Regions from separate parts of the Triticum aestivum genome. Here region 1 is linked to region 2. The links are chromatin contacts, called in public Hi-C maps. All regions are on one chromosome and are shown on one strand. Each heading gives the region's core, a stretch centred on a gene start, on an enhancer-like site or on the middle of the called end of the contact. The rest is flanking DNA. Distances are from core to core; before and after follow the strand shown.

What was found. A called contact is a pair of places that touch in the nucleus more often than the background predicts.
Region 1: a contact with region 2 is called in a Hi-C map of leaf, with 7 times the contacts expected there. The contact joins the enhancer-like site here to the promoter of LOC123092563 in region 2. A contact is called at or near these places in 4 of 5 Hi-C or Micro-C datasets (leaf, root and an unstated tissue) and 1 of 1 datasets of contacts at active chromatin or transcription factors (leaf).

What each region holds. Positions count from the first base shown.
Region 1 is chr1A:59,791,221-59,795,872 of IWGSC CS RefSeq v2.1, reverse strand. No RefSeq gene overlaps it. Among protein-coding and RNA genes, the nearest start is that of LOC123189819, 9.8 kb to the left of the region's middle. Within about 2 kb of position 2,477, at least 2 of the 8 cell types and tissues checked have an H3K27ac peak or open chromatin away from gene starts, as enhancers often do. A contact at or near this core is called in leaf and root, where this site is marked.
Region 2 is chr1A:59,704,978-59,709,590 of IWGSC CS RefSeq v2.1, reverse strand. LOC123092563 (cysteine-rich receptor-like protein kinase 2) reads left to right here and starts at 1,291. Exons shown (of 7, transcript XM_044514391.1): 1 at 1,291-2,203; 2 at 2,417-2,527; 3 at 2,627-2,766; 4 at 2,902-3,112; 5 at 3,216-3,450; 6 at 3,597-3,750; 7 at 3,843-4,333. The coding sequence starts at 1,381. The coding sequence ends at 4,178.

The DNA.
Region 1 (4,652 bases), core at 1,228-3,727, 85 kb before region 2:
ATTTTTTGAAGATGTTTTTGTTAATAAAAAAATATATATATATATATATATATATATATATATACACACACGAATAGCGATTAATTATTCGTCACCCTGCGTGAGGAATAGTTATTTTTCACTCCCCTCTATTTTACCACCAATGCACTGTAATTTTACGATCCGTAAGTTTTGTCTTATTTCTGACGTAAAAAGAGACCGTAAGAAAATATATAATCACCGTAAAAAAATTTTATGTTTTGTAAAATTACAACGTAAAACATAATGTAAAATATACATAAACTTCAAATTTTCTTATCTTGTGATCTATATTTTTATTTTCTTATACCAAATTTTACATAGTGAGTAAATAGGAATGTAACTATTTGAATTTCAAATGTAACTTAATTATGAAGTGATCGTAAGATTACCTCAGATGAAGAATAACTTATTCTGCATCCTGGTAATGAATAGCATCACTATATATAGTATTAAAAAGTAAAAAAAAATAAAGAAAAAACAAAAATAAAATGTATTAAAAAAATAAAAAGTACGAAAAGACGAATAGGGCTGGTTTGAGGGGGATGGCTGGCTCATGATTTTGTGACCTGTCACCCATTGAACCGTCCGCCCGAACATATATGGCGCATTTGAGAAGCTCAACCGTAGGTGCTCTAAGCTATGCTTAGTTCACAGTTGCTGCCCAGCCCAATAACAGAAGAGGATTACACTCTACAAACATGAGTGCATATCAGAGAGGAGAAATGTCACAGTTATAACACACGAAAAAGGGAGTGCGAAGTTTTATGGATGGGGATATCAAAGGACTGTATTACAAATGATCCAAAAATGATATTCTCAAGTTTAAAAAACAAAAAAAAACATGTAACAACTTATACATATTCGCGACGGATCTGTAAACTTTCATCCAAAAAATATTATGATTTGCAGGCTACAAAAACAAGATCCCGGCCCAACAACAAAAAATGGCGCATTTTCATGTTTTTGTTTTTTTTGTGTACGCCGCATATGGAAGTATACTGTTATAAAAAATTCCCTGGATGTGCTACATATGCATGGGGCTGCTAGGCGTCGGCCGGCGGATCTTTTTAAAAGATCCGTCACCGCGCGAGCCATCGGATTTGATAAATCGAGTGGATGCACGTCTTTCTCTACTTCGCAACAGAGACCTTGTTGCAGAAACACTTGCAGATTATCTTGTGGATTTTTTCTGCAACATAGGTTGTGTTGTGGGTATTATTTTTTTGCAACATAGGTCGTGTTGCGGAATTTATTTTTCTGTCTTGATTTTTTGCAACAGAGGTATTGTTGCAGAAAAACTTTGCAACTGAGGTGATGTTGTAAATTTTTTTTCTTTGCCTTCACCTTTATATGGTGGTACGAAAGAGAGTTTTGCAACATGACTAATGTTGCAGAAATCTTTCTTGCAACAAATTGAATGTTGCAAAAAAAAACACCATTGTCGTTCGTCACGAGCACCCGCCGGACGATGGTGAGGGGAGCGGCACCGCCCATCCCCACCATCACGTCGCCACCGACTTGCGCCCGCCGGACGGCGGTGAGAGAGGAGAGGCACTGCCATTCCCCCCATCGCGCCGCCCTCGACGAGCGACAGACCTCCGACCAGCTTGCGTCGTCACCATCCTCCTCACCTGCTAGATGCATGCCATTGATAGGACACTTGTATACAGGAGAGAGAGGTTGAGAAAGAGATAAGATGAGGGAGAAAGACGAAGAGATAAGACGTGGGTGGACACATGTCAAGCAAAGGGACCGGCGGATGGTCTGCAACATAGCATTTGTTGCGGTTTGCTTTCCGAAACTGGTGACCAGTTGCAGGAATGGGAGTAGCTACAGAAACGCATTAGTGACCGCGTTGTTCCACGGAGATAAGGACGAAGGAGAGATATGGCGTGCGGGCCTAATCGTGGCGGACGTAAAACAAAAGATCAGTCGGTTGAACACCAGCCTTTTCCCATATGCATTCGTGTATGTGCAAAAAAATTCGATTCTTTTGTGACGTAGAAATAATGTTTTCTTTAGCCCTCCCTGGAGCCCATCATCTGTTTGCTCTTTTCGACGAGAAAAATCTCTATCATCTCTTTTTTTGCTATGTTTTCCAAAGAAAAAAAAAATCTGCAAGCAGTGTAAAGGAAGAGGGTCGCGGACACACGACGTGCATCACGACTCTCGAGCTAGCTCGCCGCCATGTACCGACCGAGAACGGGAGGAATGGCACGGCGCCCTCTGCTCCCGGACGTGCTCCTCTGGCTCGTGTCCATCGCGATCATCACATGCGGTGGACGGCGGCACCGGCGAGCTGGCATGGCACCACGACATCGACGCCAAGTCGCTCTCGGATGCACAGCGCGGCGTCCGCGGAAGTCAGCGAATCCAGTCCAATCAATCCCGTGATGATATAGTCATATATATAGACAACCAACGTTCGTAAAGGCTGCTTAATTAATTGGTTAGCCATCCATGGACCATGGACGATGCTCTGCATCTTTTAATAATGATGGTTTTATTTAAGCAAACTTTGCAGTGAATAAACAATGCGTTTTGGCAGTCTGGTTTGGCTGCAGGACGACGCGGCGCATGTGCGTGCCATCGAGTCAGCAGCGTTTCAAGATTGCTCGTTGAATTCAACCCAACGAGGTTGAGAATAAAGAATGCCCGCGCGTGCAGACTGGTACGCCCGCGGCTACACCTTTTCTCCAACAGGTTTCATAGGATTTTTTTTATTTTTTTCTATACCAATTCCTCAGGGGAATTAGTCAAGGCATTCGATACAAACTGTATTCCCTCGACACCGCGGTCGCACTGGATCGGGACACCGGGGAGGGCCGGTGGCCGCGGCCAAGCGCTGGCACCACGGGCGTCCACGCAAAGCTAAAGCCGGCGCTCCGGCAACAACGACAGGTGTACACCAGACCACTGCGAGATCGACACCGCGAGATGGACGGAGCATGTAGAGGACCTCCGGCTAGCGGCAAAAGGCATAAATTTGACTCTCACCCAGCTGATCTCTAATGTGCAGCGCCTGATAGCAAGGTGCTGCACTCTACTGTGTAGCTGTCGGACGCTGTATTCTGTCGGACGCTGCACAATAGAGTTCAGTGCCTAGATGTCGGGAGTTATACAAAAAGATGGGCGATGTGAAATATTTTTAAAAACAGTTTAGTTTATGAAATACTTTTGTTTTAAGGTTAAATTTGTGCCTTTTGCGCCGGCGGCTAGCTAGCCAGCGCACCGCGTGGCACGTAGAATTCCCGAGCAGCCGCCCGGAGTCAACCAATTCGATCCGTTTGAGGCTACGTGTACGTAGCCCGTGATTACTTGGACGGATGAAGGATTGCTCCGGTCTAAAACCGCGCAGCGGAGCGCAACGCAACTTAGAGCCTCTTCAGCCATTGCTTTCCCAGAAGGCGCTTAAAATCGTCGTTTGGGGGTGAGCCGGCGTAAAAAATGGGTCTGGGGTGAGTTGGTTTCCAGCCGCCGGCCTCAAGGTTGCCCTCGGGCGCGTTTAAAAAATAAAAAATATAGTAAATTTTGGCACAGTTCAGCAAAGTTCGGCTAAACACGACAAATTTTGATCAACTTGGCATATATTTGGACAAAGTTCGCCGATTTTCATTACATAGTAAATATATAATAAACTAATCTAAAAGAAACTGGCTGAATACCGAGTAGTCGCCGTCGTCGCCGCCATCCTCGTCGTCGGCCTTCTCCTCCTTGACGCGGGCGCCCCTGCTGGACCCGGCGTCGCCAAGACGGACTGGCGGTGGCGGCGCGCCGTCGTCGTCGCCGTCGTCGATGACGATGACTCCTCCTTCGTCGCGGCCCCGGCGGCGCTCCGCGAAGCGCTGCAGGGCGGCGCACTGGCGCTCCATTGCCATCTTGAGGGAGTCCTGGCGTGCCCATTCAAGGGCCGCGTCGTCGTCGCGCTCGACCTCGCCGTGCTCCGTCTTCACGGCGGTGAGCTCCGGCTCTGCCTTCACCGACGCGAGCCCCGGCTCCGTCTTTGGCTTGACAAAGCGCGGAGGAGGAGCCGACGGGGAGGCGCGCCGGCCGCCCTCGTTGATGATGATGCCGGCACTGCGAGTGTGCCGGCCGAGCGGCGACTCCGCCGCGGGCTCGGCCTTAACGCCGAGCAGCGCCGGAGTGTCGGAGGAGTGCGAGGAAGAGCGCGATGAGGAGGAAGAAGAGGAGGAGCCGAACCTCCTTGACGCCCATGGCCCGTCGCGTCGGTGGTGCGCCTAGGCGGCCGCCCTCGCCGGGGGGTACGCCAACGGCGGGTCGTTGCCGCCCTCGAGGTGCGTCAGCACGCCCTCGAGTGCGCGGCCGGGGACGCCCCACCACAGGTGGCGCCCCTCGCTGTTCTTCAGGCCGCCGACCACCGCCGCGCCGTTGGTGGACGGCATCCGCTGCTGCTGACGGCGCTCGAAGTACGCCGCCCAAGTCGCATGGTTGTCGGCGGCGTACTGGGGGAGGGAGAGTTGGGCGTCGGTGAGGGAGGCGCGCACGACGTCGTTCTCCTCGGTGAAGTAGGCGGGTTTGGCCACGGCGTCGGGCAACAGGGGAATGGGCACTCCCCCGTTGCTGAGCCTCCAGCCCGTCGGCCCGACGCGCATGTCCGGCGGCGCCGGGAT
Region 2 (4,613 bases), core at 42-2,541:
CCATCCCTAGGAGATCCAATCTCCAAGGGAGGGCGGCGGCCAAGGGGGGAAACTTGCCCCCCAAGTCAGGTGGGGCGCCCCCCACCCCTAGGGTTTCCAACCCTAGGCGCAGGGGGAGGCCCATGGGGGGCGCACCAGCCCACCAGGGGCTGGTTCCCCTCCCACTTCAGCCCATGGGGCCCTCCGGGATAGGTGGCCCCACCCGGTGGACCCCCGGGACCCTTTCGGTGGTCCCGGTACAATACTGATTGCCCCCGAAACTTTCCCGATGGCCGAAACTGGACTTCCTATATATAAATCTTCACCTTCGGACCATTCCGGAACTCCTCGTGATGTCCGGGATCTCATCCGGGACTCCGAACAACTTTCGGGTTACCGCATACTAATATCTCTACAACCCTAGCGTCACCGAACCTTAAGTGTGTAGACCCTACGGGTTCGGGAGACATGCAGACATGACCGAGATGACTCTCCGGTCAATAACCAACAGCGGGATCTGGATACCCATGTTGGCTCCCACATGTTCCACGATGATCTCATCGGATGAACCACGATGTCAAGGATTCAATCAATTCCGTATTCAATCCCTTTGTCAATCGGTACGTTACTTGCCCGAGATTCGATCGTCGGTATCCCACTACCTCGTTCAAAGGCCCTCCTGCCTGGGCTCGGCGCACCGGCCACGTGGAGGCCCATCTGTCTCGGTTCGTGTAAGAACCGGGACTAAAAGGTTAAGGCATTAGTAACGACCATTTAGTCCCGGTTCACAGGGACTAAAGGGTTAGGGCATTAGTAACGACCCTTTAGTCTCGGTTTGTGAACCGGGACAAAAGACCCTTATCAACCGGGACAAATGGGGTTTTTTCTACTAGTGCCCTTTTGTACAGACCGTGTACCATCCATTGATGATGTTCTCATCTTTTTTGTAGTATTACATCAGATTTCGTGTTCTATCTTTCCGGCAAAAAAAAAAGAAGAAGAAAAAAAGATTTCGTGTTCTATCAGATGGCTGTGACAGGTTAGTAGATTCTGAGAAAGAAAATGGAGCCAATTCGGGGATAGTTGGATCTCAACTACGTGAGTGGATCACGGGATTTGTTTTTGTTACTGCTTGCTTAATTTCTTTGGTGCCGAATGATGTGGCACGTAGTACGCCCTCAACTGTCCCACCTACCTGCCACATCAGTGCACAGAAGCCATAGCAGCCGGCCGGCCACTTGAAGCAGTTCAGACCTGAATGAACGAAAGAAACGACACACCTCAACGTGCCACCGTACAAAACCCGGAGACCCGCCGCGCCCAGAGGCAAAACAATCGTCCACCCGCGCGCACGCACGCACGCACGCGCTGGCACGCCTGCAGGTGCGCGAGCACGCCGCCATGCAGCCACGTCCGGGAAGACCCCGCGGCCGCCACTCTCTTCCCCCGGCCGCGGCGGGCGTGCTCCGGTGCCTCGTCCTCGCCGGGGCCGTCGCCGTCGCCGCCGCGGGCGCGGACGCGGTCGCGGCGCCGGCGATCCTGGACACGGTGTGCGGGTCCAGGCAGGCGGCCGACCCGGAGTCCTTCGACGTGAGCTTCGTCAACACCCTGGAGCTCATCTACCAGAACGTGACGCGCTCCGGCTTCGGCGCCGCCTCCTCCGGCTCCGGCGGCAACTTCTCCGTCTTCGGGCTCGGCCAGTGCCTCGCCTACCTCTCCCCGACCGACTGCCAGCTCTGCTACGCGCAGAGCCGCGTGAAGCTGCCCCACTGCCTCCCGGCCGACGGCGGCCGCATCTACGTCGACGGCTGCTTCCTCCGCTACGGCGCCGGCGACTTCACCGCCGCCGCCACCGACGCCAGCGACACGTTCCTGTGCTCCAACGACACCGCGCCGGCGACCCCGGCGTTCGCGGCCGCGGCCGCCGCGCTGGTGCGCAACGTCACGGCGACCGCGCCGGGTGCGAGGGGGTACTACTACGCCGGGTCGGCGTCGGCGTCCGCGATGCCGACCGGCGCGCGGGTGTACGCGGCGGCGCAGTGCTGGAGGTCGCTGAACGCCACCGCGTGCGCGGCATGCACGGCCAGCGCGCGCGACCGGGTGGTGCGGCAGTGCCTTCCCGGCGCCGCCGAGGGGTACGGGCTCAACGCCGGCTGCGTCGTCAGGTACTCCACGCAGCCCTTCTACCTGCCGGCGAAAGCCGGCGGCGGCGGCGGATCATCCAGTGAGTACAGCACACACATTCTCGGTCGTAATTCCGTTCTTGGTCCAAGTGTCGTGCCGTGTCGTGTCTGAATTTTGCTGACAGCAACGGCGCATTCACGTACCGATATTTCAGGTTTCAGAGCCTGAAAACAGCAACAAAAAAATATCCGTATGAAACGCCATGAAAATGACATCTTTTTTCTTCTTCTTCCGAATTAATTATCCATGGCAGACCGGCACATAATCATCATCGTCTTCGCCTCCATCCTCTCCGCCATGGCGGTCGTCGGCATAGTATTCATCTGGACACGAATGAGGCCCAGGAGAGACGACCTCCACGACGGTATGCAAAACTGTAAAATTGCAACCACATAGTGCATCTGAATATCTGATGCTGCACTAATACTATGATAATCTGACGAGAGTTTCTGACACTGTGTAGACATGGACGGCTCAGGCGAGATCATCCGCACCATCATGTCGTCGCAGCTCGGCTTCCGGTACGAGGAGCTGCGCAAGGCGACCGATGACTTCAATCAGATCAACAAGCTCGGCCAGGGCGGCTACGGTTCAGTTTACAAGGTATGTACATTGCCGTGCCATTTGGAACACCGCACATTTTGGCACAATGCAACACTGAATTTCATCGATCATCTTTCTTGAAATGCTTGCTTCATCTGAAGTTGACATCCTGATAATATATGATGGATATCACAGGGCGTGCTTCCGGATGGCCGGGAGATCGCCGTGAAGCGGCTCTACCTCAACACGCGGCAGTGGACCGACCAGTTCTTCAACGAGGTGAAGCTCGTCAGCCAGGTGCAGCACAAGAACCTCGTCAAGCTCCTCGGGTGCAGCGTCGAGGGCCCCGAGAGCCTCCTCGTCTACGAGTACCTCTGCAACACCAGCCTCGATCACTACCTCTTTGGTAAGAAAATTAAAAAAAAAACCCTGCATTCTGGAAAAACATGTCATACTACTTGAAATGGTAGATTTTCATTTTAACTCATCCTAAATGCTTGGTGATGCAGATGCTTTCAAGAAGAATGCGTTGGACTGGGAGCGGCGGTCGGAGATTGTCCTCGGGGCGGCGGAGGGTTTGTCATACCTCCATAGTGGCTCCGAGGTCAGGATCATACATAGGGACATCAAGGCCAGCAATGTGATGTTGGATGAGAGGTTCAGACCTAAGATTGGCGATTTCGGCTTGGCAAGGAACTTCATGGAAGATCAGACCCACCTCAGCACCGGCCTCGCCGGAACATTGTAAGTTCACTTGTCCAAAACATCTAATCTGGTCACCTCGCCAAAAAAAAAAGCCATCTAATCTGATCAAGGGTTGAAGGAAATGTTGCGATAAATTGTGCAATGTGTCCGAAGAAATAGAACCGACCATGCCTACATTTTTGCAGTGGATATATGGCTCCGGAGTACATCGTTCACGGGCAGCTGACGGAGAAGGCCGACATCTATAGCTACGGCGTGCTGGTCCTTGAGATCGTCACCGGCCGCAAGAACCACAACTCCGTGGCGTCATCGGCCGAGGGGTTGTCCCTCATGTCACAGGTACATTAATTCTCCCATTTCACCTCTTTTGTCAAGTACTAGCATACTGTAGCATTTCAGACAACCTGATGCTGGCATCCTTCCATCTTCAGTTATGGAAGCACTACAACGCCGGCACCCTCATGGAGCTCCTGGACCCGAACCTCCGCGACCAATGCTCGGAGGCGGAAGCTCTCAAGGTGTTCCAAGTCGGGCTGCTGTGCGCGCAGGCGTCGCCGAACCTCAGACCCCCGATGTGGAAGGTGGTGGAGATGCTGGGAAGTGGTGATAGGGTGCTGCCCCGGCCTACCGAGCCTCCGTTCATCAACATAAAGGGGTCGAACGCGAAGAGCGAAAGCTCGGGGTCATCAATGTCTCTGATGTCGAACTCCGACAAGTCGCCGTTCTCGACGAATCAGCTGTCGGTTAGTGGGGTGCAGGCAAGGTGATTAACAGCAGGGTGTGAAGGATCATCTTAACATTTTTTCCCCATTGTTTATGGTAGGATGATCTTCTTGAGTACTGACTGAAAGTGTTCCGATCATAGAATCTTGTTTGTAAGATGTAAGTTAGCAAGCAGATGAATGGTAGTTTTGTCATAGAAGTGCAGTCTTCAACTCCAACAACACCATGTCAGCCGAAATCAACTAAAACTCACATCTTTTTCTCCCATGTGCTCTTCACAGTGACGAGATTTAATCAACGTCTAACAGCAGGTAAAAAAGAGAGGAAAAAGTCATGGAATGCACATAAAACACAACAGACAAACGAAAAAGTGAGAGAATTCAGAAATTTCATACTACGATTTTGGTCTAGGTGATGGACCGATAGGCGATACCTTCTGGATAACTTTAGAACCAAGCAAATTACGTTTTGGAAAAGTC